Regions from separate parts of the Sus scrofa genome. Here all the other regions are linked to region 2. Evidence: chromatin contacts called from public Hi-C and promoter capture Hi-C data. All regions are on one chromosome and are shown on one strand. Each heading gives the region's core, a stretch centred on a gene start, on an enhancer-like site or on the middle of the called end of the contact. The rest is flanking DNA. Distances are from core to core; before and after follow the strand shown.

Region 1 (3,592 bases), core at 833-3,332, 320 kb before region 2:
CCGGCCTACGCCAGAGCCACAGCAGTGCGGGATCTGAGCCGCGTCTGCAACTACACCACAGCTCACGGCAGCGCCAGATCCTTAACCCAATGAGCAAGGCCAGGGATCGAACCTGCAACCTCATGGTTCCTAGTCGGATTCGTAAACCACTGCACCACGACGGGAACTCCGTGGGAATGTTCTTAATTCTTGCTAGCTGTCTGTGCACGAAGAGCGAGGAGATGGGTTAATATGTATATAATAAAAATCATGGTAAACATTCATTCTGCACGTACGTTACCTTAGGACATGTGTATATTATTCCATGTGGATGATCTTCCTTGTATGTGGAGGGTTAACAGAGCATTCTAGTCAAGAGTTAGACAAACCTGGGCAGAGCAGTTACTTGAGGAGGAGTCGATTCAGGTGTTGGACGCTAGGTGTTGGGAATGGTGATGCTGATTGCTGAACGAGCACTGAGAGGAAACATGCCAGGTCCTGAGCCTGCTGTAAGCAGTTGCTCATTATCTTCATTGTCTTTGTGAAAAATGATGCCAAATACTGTGGTAGCCACAAACACGGACTCTTCCCTGGAGGCGTTTCCAGTCCAGCAGGGAGTGAGATAAATGCTGTGGTAGGTGTAGACGGGGGACAAGAAAGAAGAGTCATAGTTGGATCACTTCGGCCATGCTTTGATTCTGTCTGTTTCTCAACATTTTCGCTTAGAAAGTAGCTTTTGAACTCTTTTGGACAAATTGAGTTCAAGGTGTGGGCCGGACAGCTCTATGCAACTCTCCATCAAGCAATTAGAAAGTGAAGGAGAGATGAAGGTCAGATTTAGGAGCCAGCCAGCTTGACAGCGTCCCTGTAACACGCCAGACCCTAGACTGAGCACCGGGGGCTTCCTAGCGAGTGAGTCACTGACTCTGCCCTCCTGGAACATACAGTTGAAATCTCGCCAATTGTGGGCAAGATAAGTCAGTCCAGACTTTGAGGGCCCACTGGGTGCCACCTGCTTTTCACTTAGGGGACAGATGTAGCTGGGACAATAGATGAAATTAATGAGGGAGGAACGAAGCTAGTAGGGCAAAGAACAAGCTTGGGGAACACCTGTTCTTTTTCCTCAGGTTTGGTTTATGTCCGTAGGGAATCCTGGCTGGACATAGATTGGCAGTCAAACTAAACTGGTTTTAATTTTTTTTTTAATCACTTAATTATGTGTCCTAGGGCAAGTCACTTAAACTGTGAGCGTCCAAATTTCCTACCTTTACAATGGTATGCCTAGTGGAATCTATCACGTGGCATAGTGAGGATTCAGCAAGAAAATAAGGGCAGCGTTTTTGCATAGCGTCTGGCCTGGCACAAGTACGTGGTAAATGGCTGGCTATTGTTAAGGCTCAGGCACACGAGGCAATAACCAGTGTCTCCAGATTAGACACACAGAAAGTAGCAGGCCTGAGATTTAGAACTAGGTGATCTACCTCCAGAGCTAGCTGAGTTCAGTCTAGCACTGGCCCTGGACATAGCTTTCAGTAGATGGTGGCTGTGGCTTTTTTTCACGTGCTCCATGGCTATTGCACAGGTTAAAACTGGATTATCTTAGAAAGCCTGGCAATACATTTTCTGCCGAGATAACAGTCTCTCTTTTGCGATTTTTGGTTCAGAGAATCACATTTTGGTCTGGGGTGTGAGAGGGTCCAGGCTTTACAGCCACGTGGGCACTGTGTGTGGGAGCAGGGAGGCCTGCGCCTCTCCAACCGCCAGGGGGCGCCGACCGGAGAGCGACACCGCCTCCTCACCACCCCCCCACGTGGGTCCGAATGGTTAGGCCCGCCGGGCAGGTAGTGCGCTTCCGCGGCCTCCCCCCCCACTTCCTCCGTTGGTAGGGGCTGCGGGTCCGGGCGGAAGTGGGGCAGGCGGGCGGGAGCGAGGCGTCGCCGTTGTATATTCATGAGGCGCGCGCAGCCCGGCATGCTAATGAGGCGGGGCGCGGCGGCGGGCTGAGGAGCTGCGGGGCGGCGGCGGCGGCGGCGGCGGCGGGCTTGGAGCTGCGGGGCGGGAGCGGCGTAGGCGCGGGGTCAGGAGCCAGCGCGAACCTGGACATGGAGCCGCCCGGTGGGGGTCTGGGGCCCGGCCGCGGGACCCGGGACAAGAAGAAGGGCCGCAGCCCGGACGAGCTGCCTTCGGCAGGCGGCGACGGCGGCAAATCCAAGAAATTTGTGAGTGTCCCTCCCACCTGGTTCCCTCAGCCTGGCCCCGTAACCGCCCTCCGGAGCCCGGAGACCCTCGCTGCCGGCCCCAGGGGCGCACGCCGGTCCCTAGGGAGCCGCCCCCGCGTCTCCCTTCCTGGTTTTGCTGGGTCCTGGGCTCCGCAGCCCGACCTCCTACCGCGCCGGGACGTCGGGGAGCCCCGGAGTCCCCCCCTCGGCTGCTGTCCCGGCCACCTCGGGGCTCCCTTCACCCCCGACCCCCCGCCAAGCCCGCACGCTCTGCCCTCCGCCCCCACGGCCCCGGCCGCCCTCGGCCCCATCTCTCCCCTCGGAGCCCACTTCCTTTCTTCTTCCTCTTGTTACCCGAACACGCCTTCTCTACCTCGATGCGCTGTGCTTGTCTGGGTCCATTTTCTCTTATTACCCTCCCCCCCTCCCTTTTGGTATTCTCTTTATTTGCGTCTCCAAAGGTCACTTCCTTCCCCAAGATTGATCTCTTTCACCTGCTAACTTTCCTCCCGCCCAGTCCCCTCTCTGGGCCCTTAGCCCAGTGTCACCTGATAATCCTTCCTCTCTGGAATGTTACCTGACTTGGGCCCTCCCTTCCCTCCTCCCTGGACGTCCGGCCTTGTGCTCGCAGGAGTGGGTACCTGCCCAGTTCCTCTGGTCACTGGGCATAACCTTCGTTGGCTTCCCGTATCGCCCTGCCCTGAGAATCTGTCCCTTTGCCCTCTTGCTGACCACTTTTCAGGGGGTTAGAACTTCTGAATAAGCCCTTCTTGACTTGGGATGGTGACACATCTCCCCCAAGGGGAGGAAGTCAGACTTAAAAGGCCGAGAAGCTTGTGAGGATCTAATTGAATTGCCGAGTCTGCGTTACCCCTGATAACCCGCCTGGGCTCTTCCGCCACCTCCTGTGCCCCAAGGCCCCTTCACGTCCCTTTTCCTACTCGTAGAAGAGTGTAGTTTTCCTTAGGTGCCACTTACTTCCAGTCTGAAAGAGTGTTGATATTCAGGTAACACTGCCATGTTTCATTAGCTTTGCACACCCTGAAGCTTCTTTTTCCCTCGTCTCTCCAGGGAGGTTTTGTTGGCTTTTTGCTGTAGAAGCTTTGAAAGTTATGGGGCGCTGTCCATGAGAGGGGGAAGTTTGGGATCTTCATAACCATTTGCTAGTTGAAACTGGAGTTAGGTAGTCCGCTCTCTCCAGTAATTACGCCCCCACCCCAGTAGCTCTGCTAACCCAGTGGTTTCTCACTTTTTCCTCTTTTCTCCTATTCCCCCCCCCCCCCCCCCGCGCCTTAGCATTCTGACCCAACTCCACAAGTTTTGGGGAAAAAAACTGATACAAAGTGATGGAAACAGGAAGAAAATATTGTTTTGGGACCTAGAGGGTTGAGATG
Region 2 (3,821 bases), core at 297-2,796:
AATAATTCAAAAAATTTTTAAAGTACAATTATGTGGAAGAGCATCATTTTCCTTCGATCTTAACATGAAAAAAACAAACTGGGAAATTCCCTTGCAGTGCAGCAGATTAAGGATAGAGCATTGTCCCAGCTGTGGCACAGGCTGCAAGTGCAATGTGTTGGATAGCCTTGGCCAGGGAACTTCCACACGACCCAAGTATGGCAAAGCCGTTTAAATTCCACCAGGTGATACACAGTATCACAGTCTACCACAACCAAAGGGATACGTTCACACAAGCTAGATGCAAACCTCTCCCCTCATAACAATTGGCACCATCCTTGACTGGAGAATAAATGTATATTAAATGGCTCTATCTCATTTTAAGGTGATATAGAATGTATTTTCTCTCTCAAATTGTTAGAGGATTTAGATTATATTTGTTTTTTTCTGGATGGAGCCATTGTTTCATTCAAATAGCAAATGTTTTCCATCTTCCACGTTTGGATACTCGGCACTGGAACCAAATGTACATGGTATCACATCCCTGATTAACATGGAGCTTCCAATCTTGAATGAGGGAGACAATAAATAAAGAAATAAAGTGAATTTTGTAAATGTTAATCACATTTTAAGTGAGTTCTCAAACTTAGGTGTTAATATTCTAGAGGACAGGAATTAAAATTTTAATGACTCTGATACTCTACCAAAATGATCCTATTAAAAAAATAAATGGAAATGAATAGGATGAGTGTAAACGGTTACAAAGTATATAAATACATGTTGAAGAATACCTGACCACCTGAAGAACATGTTAGGCCAAAGTATATAAATACATGTTGAAGAATACCTGACCACCTGAAGAACAGGCAAGTAGAAAACAGTTATCCAAACAGCGGAGGCAGAATTTAAAAATTCCAAACTAATTTAAAAATTACTGGCAAATGTGCGGCAGGGAGTAATAACTTCAATTCTATTCTACTTTAATCAGACCATTCATCTTTCAGAAAACTGTCCTAAATGAATATGGGCCTCCAGAAGAACATCACCTTCTCTGTCTACGTGTATAACGACGTCCAAAACATTAAGAAGAGGAATCACCCCTGTTTCCTCAGGGTATCTTCAAACAGAAACGGACCCTGAGTCATGGGCTCCTTATGGACATTTTTCACAGTCAATACACATACTTAGAATTACGCAGTGGGCGGCAAGTCCTTACTCCACTGATTTGTGTATTTAAAATCCACTGCATGTTTGGTTATGAATTCTTGTAGCGACTCCAGAGTGGATATAGCCTAGGGAGCACCTGAGTTGTTTCCAGAAACAAAGACGCATTCCGCACGGACGCCCTATCTCCGGCAACTATCTGGAAGCCTAGGAGCTATCCGGCCGCAGGGCGATTCGATAAAAGTTCTGGCTTAGCGGGGTCAGGATCGTATCCTCTAAGTATTTCCAAACCGATAGCTCTTTATGAAAGTCTCATTCTTATCGCGTAAAGCCAAATTCTCGCGAGATGAGAGTTCACGCTGGCCAACGTAATTGCACGTTGCGCCTGCGCGCGCCGGGGCCCGCCCCAACTTCCGCCAGAAGCCTGCCGTCACTCACAGCCGCCTCCCGCCCAAGCGGTGACGTAGCATCCTTTTCCGCTAGATCTGCGCTCCAGACGGAGTTCCACAGAGCTTGGGAGCTGCTGCGCTGCCGAGCTGCTTCTTTGCCGCGCTGCCGAACTGCTCCGCTGCCGAGCTGCTGAGCTGCAGAATCTGGCGCTTGGAGCTGCGAATCTCGGCGAGATTTCGCGTTGCCCATCCTGATCCATTTTACTGATCTGATAATCATTAGCGGATCGCTTTGCCAAGAGCTGGGAAGAACAAAGGAATCGGGAAGGAGACGCTGGGCCCCGGCCACTTTGCTGCGAGTGGCTTCCTTTTCCTTTCGCTTCGGTCCGGAGAGACTGGATTTATAATCGTCACTGGATTGTAAGTACCCGAGGCGAAGAGAGCTCACTACGCCCCGCTTCTTGAATATCTTTGTTCCGGGAGAGTTTGTGCATTGAAAGTTTCTGCTGCGCCTTCCTTTCTGTGCCAAAAATCCTTCCGTAGGAGCGGCCATTTGCTTTCCTGCTAGCTAGCTCTCCCTGGTGGCTGCAGCGGCATCTAGAGGTTGGAACTTGGCATTGCAGCTAATAGATTTAAAAGGACTTAATAAGTGTTTGTAACCACTGGTATTCAGTCACAGCGTCTTTAGAAAGACTTGGGCCTTAATTCACAATAGACGCTTAGGTGCTTTTCTACTTAGAGCTTTTTGTACTTAAAGACTTCAATTTATGACGAACTAGTCTTTCTGTTGACATAGCCGGAACTTTTTAGTCCAACAAGTGGTTGATAGAGAAAAAGTGAGTCACAGAGAAATAAAGATGAGTAAGAGCAAAGACGATGCTCCTCATGAACTGGAGAGCCAGTTTATCTTACGCCTACCTCCGGAATATGCCTCTACGGTGAGGCGGGCAGTACAGTCTGGCCATGTCAACCTGAAGGACAGACTGACAATTGAGTTACACCCCGATGGGCGTCATGGAATCGTCAGAGTGGACCGGGTCCCACTGGCCTCAAAATTGGTAGATCTGCCCTGTGTTATGGAGAGTTTGAAAACCATTGATAAAAAAACCTTTTACAAGACAGCTGATATCTGTCAGATGCTCGTCTCTACAGTTGATGGTGATCTCTATCCCCCTGTGGAGGAACCAGCTGCTACTGCTGATCCCAAAGCAAGCAAGAAAAAGGATAAGGACAAAGAGAAGAAGTTTATATGGAACCATGGAATTACTCTGCCTCTAAAAAATGTCCGAAAGAGAAGGTTCCGAAAGACAGCAAAGAAGAAGTACATTGAGTCTCCGGATGTGGAAAAAGAAGTGAAGCGCTTGCTGAGCACAGATGCCGAAGCTGTCAGTACCCGCTGGGAAATAATTGCTGAAGATGAAACAAAAGAAACAGAAAATCAAGGCCTTGATATCTCTTCCCCAGGAATGTCTGGCCACAGGCAGGGCCATGACTCACTGGAACACGATGAGCTTCGGGAGATATTCAATGACCTCAGCAGCAGCAGTGAGGATGAAGATGAGACACAGCATCAAGATGAAGAAGATATAAACATCATCGACACGGAGGAAGATCTGGAAAGGCAGCTACAGGACAAGCTCAATGAATCAGATGAACAGCACCAAGAAAATGAGGGAACCAATCAGCTGGTGATGGGAATTCAGAAACAGATTGATAACATGAAAGGCAAGCTCCAAGAGACCCAGGACAGGGCAAAGCGACAGGAGGATCTGATCATGAAGGTGGAAAATCTGGCTCTCAAGAACAGATTTCAGGCCGTGCTGGATGAACTGAAACAAAAGGAAGACCGAGAAAAGGAGCAGCTCAGCTCTTTGCAGGAGGAGCTAGAATCACTCCTGGAGAAGTGAGGAGAGCTTTGATACTTAATTTCATTCCTCAGAGTAGTCGGCATTGAAAGAAAAATTTTGGTTTCATCACCTGGACTAGGTACTATATAACTTTGCAGTAGTTGCCATTTTCTTCACTGCCTTCTATTGGGTTTGTCATATCGACAGATATAAATGTGAATTTCTTTCTCATTTGTCTTTAAGAACCACTTTTTTAGGTGTTTGTCGTGTAGGAAGTAGGATGTATAGACAGAGAAATGTAAGGAAGTTGTAGGATTAGTGGAGGGAAGAGTTCAACTTACTGATTAATCACAGCTTCACTGCAGGACTTTGCTACTGTTTCTCAGTTTACCAGAAGTTGCCATTGCTATTCTGTGATGCCATCTGAGATAATTAGAGTCTA
Region 3 (3,478 bases), core at 230-2,729, 260 kb before region 2:
CATTAAAAAAAAAAAAATCCAAATTAAAATGTTTAGTTGTCACTTTTGCAGTGAACCCTAGGATCAAACAGCAATCTGTATGGTAGTGAAGTAGCCTTCGTTTGGGGGCACAGCCCCTGCAGGGAGCCTTTTGATCAGACCGCGTCTTAGAGCACGCGTGGCCTCTGGCTCTCCCTGCGCGCGCTGCAGACTCCCTCGTGTAGTGACTGACCAGCTGGTTGCTCACCCACCCCGAATGTCCCGCACTTGGCGCAGAGCTTACAGCCCACATGGTGTGGGCAGGAGAGACCTGACCGTTGCCGCTGAGGGGCCTTGCAGATGTCAGCCGCTGGCGCTGGGACACCACCCATAAAAGACTGTGGTCTTCAAAGGGAAGGGGTCCCTCACCCCGTGTTTTCCTTGCTTTTCCCACTCAGTCTGTGTCCTGGAGATGGTTGCTGGAGAACTTCGTACCCTGTCCCGTCTTAAGACTCTCCATCACCTTCAGAGCAACGTGGAAGAAAGCTCATGATTCAGTCTTAGGGGAGGAGAGCTGGAAATGGTTGTATGCAACCCTCACTGCCGTTGTGCTTTGCGGAAAAAACTGCCGACGTAAAAGCCTGGAGGGGACTATTCTGGAATACTGTAGCAGATTTTCGTTAGGGTGCTAGATTGCTTTTCCTTCAGCCCTTCTGTGCTGTGACCATCTTCTCTTTATAATGGCAAAGACAGAAGGGGTAAGAAGGAAATTTGCTGGTGTCGAGGATGCTTGAAAAGGGGCTTTCTCGAAGTATTCGGACCTAATTAATTTGTGCGCAAGGCAGAGTGCTAACCCCCAGTTCTGCAGAGCAGGAAACGGCATCCTTTCCCTCGCCCTCCCTATTGGTCCAAGCCACTTCCCTCTGAAAAATCGATCACAATTTAAAAAGCTTTTGTTCTTCCCTCAGCTCCTGGGGTAAGAGAACCTCAGTTACACAGCAAAAGGGCCTGGGTAACCTGTGCCCCCAGGACGATACAGAGGTAGTCCTGATCCCGCACCAGTCCCATCTCTGTTGCAAAAGTCAGTGCTTTTTCTTTGGGATCTGTTAGATGAGAGGATAGGACACGCCCTTGCCTGTCATTCTGTCTGTGTTTAAATTTCCTTTTTGCAAGGAAAACAACTGGAATCCTTCCGAGAACTATGTCCCCCCTTTGCTGCTCTGCTCCCGTTCTGCCTGCATTTCACTTTGCAGCCACGGGGCGAGCGCAGTTGAGCTATTTTGGCTCAGGTTCCAGTTTGTGAGGTCAGAGCCCAGGGATTGGAGCGGACTGTCAGGTGACTTGCTGTAACAGCGATGACGTCCCGCCCTCACCCCACCCCTTCTCCCCCCTCCTTCCCCACCCTTTCCTGGCTTCCTCCTCGGGAACAAAGAAGGGAAAAAAACAGCAGTGTGACGAAAACCAGCAGCTGCATCTGCAGACGCGGAGCGGGGGCGGGGGGGGGGGGGGGGGGCTGGGTGTTTTCCGTCTGTGCTGTTTGTGGTGCTCTTACCCCGCTCCGCCCCTCCCAGTACCCAGGATGAAACGGGGGGGGGGGGGGATTTCTGGCATCCTTTGCTGCAGAGAATGGCTTGGAAATCCGCAGTTTACTCCATATTTAGGTAGGCAGGCGGGGGTGAGGCTGAGCAGGGATTAAAACTGCTCCCAGCACCTAAAAAAAAGATGAAGGTATTTTGTTGTCTCATTCCATTTTATCCAAGAGTACCCGTTTCATGTCTGTGACAGAGGCTCATCACCTGTTCTTTCTAAGGAGGAAAATGATGCCTAAAAGGTACCATCTTCATCTTGTGACAAATATGAAGTATAGTGTAAACCTGAACTTTGCCTGTTGAGATCTCATAGCAAGTAAATACCAAGCCAAGACCTGACCCCAGATCTGTTGAGCTCAGAGCCCAGCATTACTGAAGGTCATGGCAGGAAGGCAGGAAGGTTCAGGAAAACCCGATAGGCCCACTGCCGGGGGCTGTCCTGGCACGGGGCCAGTGCCCTTTGCTTTTCGCCAAGGACCAGTGTCCTGATTTATTTCTTCCACAAAGAAATCTCGAGGTATAAAAGGAGATGGAAGGGGACACATGGATGAAAAGAAGCTAAAAGTATGTCAACCCCTTACTTAGATCCTGCTTCATTTTTCGAAGGAGAGGAAAGGCTTTCAGCGCCTCATTTCGATGCCTTTTCTCTGCCCCTTTCACCCTCCTGCTCCCTAAACCTGTCTCAGCCTTTTGCTGACTCGCTCAGGGCAGAGCCCGTCTTTCTAGCCCTCCGTCCACACGCCCTTGCTGAGTCACTCTCCTGGGTGTGCTGGGAAGCGTCCCGGCGGAGCTTCAATGGCCGTATTGTCTGAATGGTAGGATGCCTGTGAAGTGCCCGATTCAGAATATGGGTGCGTGTCTGCCACCCTTCCCACTCCAGTTTGGCCCCTTGTGTGGACTCGCAGCACCTCGTTCTTTGGGATTCCTGACTTGCAGGTTTCCTTCTCCCTTTCGGCCAGTTTGCTCTGTCCTTCCTTACAGCTGCACCCCTGCCGGCCCACGTCTGTGGGGTTCAGCACACAGCTCTTTGTTTTGGCCAAAAGGTCAGTGATGGGGATCTGATTCCCTTTGGGTAACTGGCATGCTGTTTCTCTAGCCGCGCGCGCGCGCGCACACACACACGCACCTGCTGTGGTGTGTACCTCCAAATGCCTTTGAGATGCTGCATTTTTCCTCCATGAACATTACAGCTGTGAGAAATACAAAGTAGAAAGCCTCCACGTGGGCGGCAGCTTCTTCTTCTTTATTTTTAGGGCCGCACCCGCAGCATACGGAGGTTCCCAGGCTAGCGGTCCAGTCAGAGCTACAGCTGCCGGCCTACACCACAGCCACAGCAACACCAGATCCGAGCCGCGTCTGCGACCTACACCACAGCTCATGGCAACACGGGATCCTCAACCCACCGAGTGAGGCCAGGGATCGAACCCGCAACCTCACAGCTCCTAGTCTGATTCATTTCTGCTGCGCCACAACGGGAACTCCAGGCAGCTTCTTACGTTAGTACCGGATAGGGCCCTCTTGCCAGACTCACAGACTTCATGTGGGCCTTCACAGACGTGGCTTACTGTCCGCCCCACAGGGCTGGGCATTCCATAGCTGTGCATCCTCAGAGAATGTTTCTTGTTATTTCCTAGAGATCTTACTAAGTATTCTAATCTTTCAGATATGCTAAGGAGCTCTAGGACTCTTCCACAAAGACCCTGTTTCTTTTTCGGGGTGGGGCTGTGCTGGCAGCATGTGGAAGTTCCCGGCCAAGGACTGAACCCGAACCCCATCAGCGGCCCAAGCCACTGCAGTGGCTCCACTAACTCCTTAACCCACTGGGCCGCAAGAGCGCCCCAAGACCTTGCTTCTTTAGAGAACTGTGGTGGTACCCGAGTCCACTTTTTTTTTTAATTTCCTGTTATGATTCTGGCTCGTGCTTGTTGTCT

What was found. Promoter capture Hi-C pulls out the DNA fragments that hold promoters and counts their contacts. Hi-C and Micro-C count contacts between places; a contact is called where the count stands out from the background.
Region 1: a contact with region 2 is called in a Hi-C map of skeletal muscle, with 7 times the contacts expected there. The contact joins the promoter of DIAPH1 here to the promoter of TAF7 in region 2. A contact is called at or near these places in 1 of 47 Hi-C or Micro-C datasets (skeletal muscle) and 2 of 2 datasets of contacts at active chromatin or transcription factors (alveolar macrophages and skeletal muscle).
Region 3: a contact with region 2 is called in a promoter capture Hi-C map of liver, with 10 times the contacts expected there. The contact joins the enhancer-like site here to the promoter of TAF7 in region 2. A contact is called at or near these places in 4 of 5 promoter capture datasets (fetal liver, fetal skeletal muscle, liver and 1 more), 18 of 47 Hi-C or Micro-C datasets (alveolar macrophages, blood, brain and 11 more) and 2 of 2 datasets of contacts at active chromatin or transcription factors (alveolar macrophages and skeletal muscle).

Annotation. Positions count from the first base shown.
Region 1 is chr2:143,269,484-143,273,075 of Sscrofa11.1, reverse strand. It overlaps DIAPH1 (diaphanous related formin 1), which reads left to right and starts at 2,082. Exons shown (of 27, transcript NM_001258435.1): 1 at 2,082-2,198. The coding sequence starts at 2,082.
Region 2 is chr2:142,950,336-142,954,156 of Sscrofa11.1, reverse strand. TAF7 (transcription initiation factor TFIID subunit 7) reads left to right here and starts at 1,546. Exons shown (of 1, transcript XM_005661764.2): 1 at 1,546-3,821. The coding sequence starts at 2,390. The coding sequence ends at 3,439. It overlaps LOC100515772 (protocadherin gamma-A1), which reads right to left and starts at 1,482. Exons shown (of 3, transcript XM_021084925.1): 1 at 1,283-1,482.
Region 3 is chr2:143,208,967-143,212,444 of Sscrofa11.1, reverse strand. The region is part of intron 17 of DIAPH1 (diaphanous related formin 1); the gene reads left to right. Among named protein-coding and RNA genes, the nearest start is that of DIAPH1, 60 kb to the left of the region's middle. Within about 2 kb of position 1,479, at least 68 of the 83 cell types and tissues checked have an H3K27ac peak or open chromatin away from gene starts, as enhancers often do. A contact at or near this core is called in alveolar macrophages, brain, fetal liver and 7 more, where this site is marked.